Linked DNA regions of Muntiacus reevesi: region 1 is linked to region 2. Evidence: chromatin contacts called from public Hi-C data. All regions are on one chromosome and are shown on one strand. The core of a region is the stretch at or near the end of the contact, and the rest is flanking DNA. Distances in the headings are between cores, read along the strand shown.

Region 1 (2,910 bases), core at 380-2,879, 290 kb before region 2:
ACATTCTGAGGGTAAAGTTGGATCAGATGTGGGTGTGAAAGGCGAGGGAAGTCAAGGTTACTACAGTCAGGAGTGCAGAGGATGAGAGGGGAGTTGAAGGAGTTAATGTCTTAGAGAGAGGTGAGGGTGGGGAACACAGATCAGATGATGGTTCCTGCGGAACAAGGGGAAGGGCTTATTTTTCTTCTGAGTGTGATGGGAATCCTGGGAGGTTTCAAGCAGGGGAGAGATGTGATCTGGTGTGTGTTCTAATAGGATCTGTAGTTGCAGAGTGTAGAACAGACTTTCAGGAGTCACAGATGGAGTAAGGCAATTTAGTGGTTGGTGCAGACATTCAAGTGGGAGATGATGGTGACTTGCAGGAGGGTGCTAACTAGGATCAGAAAACTAAATTTATTTGAGTAAAAACAGTAAGTGGTAAAAATCAGGATGAAGACAGTGAAATAAATGACTGACATTTGGAAGTAGATCAGTTCTGCAGTCAGTAGATGTGTCTTCTTGGGGGAAGCAGCTTCCATTCTCCAAGTGAAAAATGAAAGTGTTAGCCTCTCAGTTGTTTCCAACTCTTTGAGACCCCCATGGACTGTATCTCACCAGGCTCCTCTGTCCATGGGATTTTTCAGGCAGGAACACTGGAGTGGGTTGCCATTCCCTTCTCCAGGCGAACTTCCCGACCCAGGGATGGAACCCAGGCCTCCCACTTTGCAGGCAGCTTCTTTTCCATCTGAGCTAAATCTGCAAAATGGGAATGACAATGGAACATATTTCATAAAACATTCGATAAAGTGATATGAAGTTTTTCACCCAGGATCCAGCACACAATAAACATTTAATAAGTGTTATCCAACAAGCCAGACTGCTAGATTGCAGTACCATCTCTACTGTTCACTCAACTTGGTCAGATACAGCCCTCTGTGTGTGTTTGTTGCTGTTGTGTAGTCACTAAATCATGTCCTACTCTTTTGCGAACCCATGGACTGTAGCCCATCAGACACCTGTGCCCATGGGATTTCCCAGGCAAGAATCCTGGAGTGGGTTACCATTTCCTTCTCCAGGGAATATTCCGGACCCAGGGATAGAACCCGCCTCTCCTGCTTGGTAGGCAGATTCTTTATCACTGAGCCACCTGGGAAGCCCCGTGTGTCTGTTTTCCCATCTGCAAAATGGAGCTATCAAATACCAACTTTGCAGGGTCGAGCCTTGAGGATTAAATAAATTAATACAAGTAAAACATTTACAACAACGTTCCATGGAGCAAGCACTGCATTGAGTGCCAACTATTACTACGAATATGTTTTAACCTTATTTCGTAATCTCTTCTCCCACCAGCATACGCCCACCCTATTTTGCAGAAATCTGTGACTCAAAACAAAGTTTAGCCTCTCTTCAACGATGCCACAACCTACGTGTAGCACACCTACCACCTACAAAGAAGATGGAGATTCCAGATTTGAAGGACCTCGCTCCCAGGGGTCCTGCCCTGCCCACCCTAGAACAGGGGTCCTGTTCTGCCAGGCGGAACCTTTGAGTCTTCCTTCTGTTTCCAGCCGGGAGCTCTCGCGCGAGAGCGCGCGAGTTAGAAGTTACTTCCGGTGGCCACACCCCCCCCTCCCCCGCCCCCCCCCCCACCCCTGGGCGTCTCCATTTTGGTCACGCAGGTTGACACTAGACTACAATCTGCGGAGTAGCGGAGGGGAGTCAGCAGTATTGTGAGGGCCCAGTCGGCTCACCGCACTTTCTCCCTCCTTTCCTCCGCCCGCAGAAGCCAGGGTCGCCCATGGCTGGCTTGGAGGTACTGTTCGCGTCGGTGGCGCCGGCCATCACGTGCGCGCAGGACGCGCTCGTCTGCTTTCTGCACTGGGAGGTGGTCACGCACGGCTACTACGGCTTGGGTGCCGGCGACCAGGTACGCCACGGAGCCAGGGTGGCGTGGGACCAGGGTGGAGGCGGGAGGCGTCTTCTGCCCGAATCCAGAGACCAGGGGCCTGGTCCAGACTGCTCGACCTTCCCCTTTCCCAGATCCGGGCCCTGAGGCTTATGACACCTTTGGTACCTGTAGTCTGCGGCTCAGGGAGGTTCTCTACTGTTCCATTCTAGCTGGCACAACATGATTTGAAAACCCAGGGTCAGAAACTCGCTCCAGCACCGGCTGGCGTTCTCCCAGGCAGGCATTGTGCCCTCTGGCACTGAGACGGGGGTAATAAGCTGCCTTGAGCACTCCTCACCTACCCGAACTCCACCGAACTCCTTCACAAGCCGCTGGGTAGGGTGAGGGCTGTATTCAGTACCGCCCTCCTACCGTACCGGAGCGTTCACCTGGATCCAAGCACCGGTATAGAGGGACACCAGCATAGGGGAGCGTTTGGACTCAGCTCCAGTCAACAGCCGAGAGGGCTCGACATCCTTCACTCTATACTGCAGGGCCCCGTGCTGCCCACTCACCGTTGTCATCTTGAACTCAGGCTTCGGGCCAACAACCGTCTCCCCAACATGTACACACATGCATCCTGCGTGTGAAACCTTCCTTCACCAAAGCTGTCCCTACCGTAGCAGCCCCTCCTGCTCTCCCATCCTCAGACTGCCTCCTAGAGCCGGGGGCCTTGTTGCCAGTCCCCACAGAGCCCCAGGACTTCCGGGCCCGGCCTGCCTCACTTGATTCTTTGCTGTAGCATTCTCCCACCTTCCCAGCCCCTTCCCTGTGACTCTCCCCCGCAGGGTCATTGTACATTTCAGCTTCCTGTGAGCACTGACCTGGACCCCTTCCTGCTCAAATCCTGTCAGCAACTCTGTCGAAGACACTTTTGACAGCCTAGAGACATCAATTCGCGTAGATCATTGCCTCCTCCTAACTGCCACCATTCCCGTGTCATGTACTCCAGGCTTCCAAGTTTTAAGAAAGAACACGATTTG
Region 2 (3,240 bases), core at 287-2,786:
ATGCTCTGTGCTGCGACGGGACATGCACTGAACTGGCATCGAGGGGGTCTACGTCCAAGTCATGGGCAAGTCACATCACATACTGAGCGTGTTTCCGCACTAACAGCATGAGGAGCCTGAGACTGATGACCTGCCAACTGTAACACTGGGAGCTTCTAGGTCTTTCAGGTTGAAGCTGCACTTTGCATTTTCACCCAGCACAGGGGCTTTACACCATATGTCTATACAGTTGTGATGCTTTATCTAACTTTATACTTTCTCGAAGCACGTAAACTGTGAAGTCAGCAGACTCAGTTCACATCCTAACCCCTGGGTGTGTGACCTTGGGCCTATCACTTGCCTTCTGCGCTTCCAATTCATCAATTTCCTCAAATGAGGAAGTTTTCTTCCCAGTGTGGGAGGATAAACCCAATCATGTATGTAAAGTGCTAGGGCACGTGGTGGCAGAGCTTAATAGAGCTTGGGCTTTGGTATCAGACAGAACTGAGTTCTAATGCCATTTCTTCCACGGTAGCTAGTGAGGCCTTCAGCAAATTACTTAACTTCCCGAAACCTCAGCTTCAGAGTGCAATGCTTAAATAACTTAAGATACATAAAGCTCATGGTAGGCACTCAATAAATATTAATCATCATCATCGATCGAGGACGTAGGTTAGCCAAAACCATGTATGCAATTTTTTCTACAATTAATCACTGAGTGAGTGCCTATTACCTGTCAGGCGTTGTTCAAGACACAGAGGATTCAACAGTTTACCAAAATCCCTGTTCGGTGTAGTTTATCTTAATCTCTTCTCAGTCAGTCAGTATTTTATGTATATGTCTAATACCTGCCAGTGAACTACACGACAAGCTCCATAAACACTCCCATTTTACAGAGAAGTTACTCAATAAAGATGACTAGGACCCAACTTTGCGCCACAACCCAGTTTCTCCCAGCATTTAGGTACAAGGGGGCGTGTGACTGTGGCTGAGGACACGGAAATGAACGAGCACCCCGTCCCCTCCGCCGCGCGGCTCCACCCGGGAGCTGGTCAGTCCGGCCGGGGCTGCAGCCGAGACTGCGCAGCAGCCACGCCCCCAGGGTCCCCGTCTCCACGCGGGCTGCGGCAGTGCCCAAAGTCTCGCCTCCCCGAGAACTAGGCAGAAGGGGAAACCGAGGCCCGATAGACCAGGTCAGTCCGGGCCCGGGCTGGCCTGCGTCTCCCCTCGCCCAGGACGAGCTGGCACGCGTGGCAAGCGGCCCCAGGACCCTGAGGCCTGGGTCGGGCCGCAGCCCGGCGGGATGACTGTGCGCTTCGGCCGCCGCGGGCTTGAGGCTCCAGGTGTCTGCTCCCCATAGTACCCTGCCTGCCCGACGCGGCCCACCTCCCAGCGCTACCTGCAGGTCCCAGCCGGCCGACTCCAGGAAGAAGCGGGCCCTATCCTCCTCGGCGCCCGTCACCGCCACGAACTCCCTCAGAGCGTCCTGCCGCTCCGCCGCCATCTTCGCCCGGTGCGCCGCCCAAACTGCCCCGGGTCTCACTGCACAGCCTCAGCCCGGCCGCGGCGTTCCGCCCTCGGGTTGACCAGGTCCAGCCGAGTGGCTCCCGCCCGCAGGCCCCGCCCCATACAGTGCCTCACGCAAAACCTTCCGTGCGGGAAACGCCGCCGCTCTGCGCCCTCTGGAGGCCGCAGCCCGGACCCTCAGTCTAACGGCGGGGGAGGGAGCGCGGGGAGGATGAGAGGGGGGAAGAGTCCGCCACTGAGTACCTGTGGAATGAAAGATCCCCAAAGGATTCTGTTTCACATTATTCATTGAGTCGTTTCCTCATTTCATTAATTTATTCTTTCGTTCATTCACTTGTTCAACTGAGTGGAACCAAGGACCTGGTGCTATTTCAGTTCAGTTCTGTTCAGTTGCGTCCGACTCTTCGCGACCCAATGGACTGCAGCAGGCCAGGCTTCCCTGTCCATCACCAACTCCCGGAGCCAACTCAAGCTCATGTCCATCCCATCGGTGATGCCATCCAACCATCTCATCCTCTGTCCTGCTCTTCTCCTCCTGCCTTCAATCTTTCCCAGCATCAGGGTCTTTTCCATGAGTGGGTTCTTCACCTCAGGTGGCTAAAGGATTGGAGTTTCAGCTTCAGCATCAGTCCTTCCAGTGAGTATTCAGGACTGATTTCCTTTAGGATGGACTGGTTTGTTCTCCTTGCAGCCCAAGTACTCTCGAAAATCTTCTCCAACACCACAATTCAAAAGCCACAGTTCTTCAGCGCTCAGCTTTCTTTATAGTTCAATGCTCACATCCATACATGACCACAGGAAAAAACCATAGCTTTGACTAGAAGGACCTTTGTTGGTAGAGTAATGTGTCTGCTTTTTAATAAGCTGTCTAGGTTGATCATAGCTTTTTTTCCAAGGAGCAAGCATTGTTTAATTTCATGGATGCAATCACCATCTGCAGTGATTTTGGAGCCCAAAAGAATAAAGTCTGTCACTGTTTCCATTGTTTCCCCATCTATTTGCCATGGAGTGATGGGACTGGATGCCATGATCTTAGTTTTCTGAATGTTGAGTCTTTTTTTTTCTTCTATTTTTTATTAGTTGGAGGCTAATTACTTTACAATATTGTAGTAGTTTTTGCCGTACATTGACATGAATCAGCCATGGATTTACATGTGTTCCCCATCCCGATCCCCATTCCCACCTCCCTCTCCACCCAATCCCTCTGGGTCTTCCCAGTGCACCAGGCCCGAGCACTTGTCTCATGCATCCAACCTAGGCTGGTGATCTGTTTCACCCTTGATAATATACATGTTTTGATGCTGTTCTCTCAAAACATCCCACTCTCGCCTTCTCTCACAGAGGCCAAAAGTCTGTTCTGTACATCTGTGTCTCTTTTTCTGTTTTGCATATAGGGTTATCATTACCATCTTTCTAAATTCCATATATATGCATTAGTATACTGTATTGGTCTTTATCTTTCTGGCTTACTTCACTCTGTATAATGGGCTCCAGTTTCATCCATCTCATTAGAACTGATTCAAATGAATTCTTTTTAATGGCTGAGTAATATTCCATGGTGTATATGTACCACAGCTTCCTTATCCATTTGTCTGCTGATGGGCATCTAGGTTGCTTCCATGTCCTGGCTTTTATAAACAGTGCTGTGATGAACATTTGGGTGCACATGTCTCTTTCTGATCTGGTTTCCTCGGTGTGTATGCCCAGAAGTGGAATTGCTGGGTTGAATGTTGA

What was found. A called contact is a pair of places that touch in the nucleus more often than the background predicts.
Region 1: a Hi-C map of muscle shows a contact between it and region 2, with 12 times the contacts expected there. The contact joins the promoter of PSMF1 here to the promoter of NSFL1C in region 2. A contact is called at or near these places in 2 of 3 Hi-C or Micro-C datasets (blood and muscle).

The regions. Positions count from the first base shown.
Region 1 is chr2:58,360,517-58,363,426 of mMunRee1.1, reverse strand. It overlaps PSMF1 (proteasome inhibitor subunit 1), which reads left to right and starts at 1,629. Exons shown (of 7, transcript XM_065921762.1): 1 at 1,629-1,906. The coding sequence starts at 1,778.
Region 2 is chr2:58,073,510-58,076,749 of mMunRee1.1, reverse strand. NSFL1C (NSFL1 cofactor) reads right to left here and starts at 1,536. Exons shown (of 9, transcript XM_065921759.1): 1 at 1,379-1,536. The coding sequence starts at 1,483.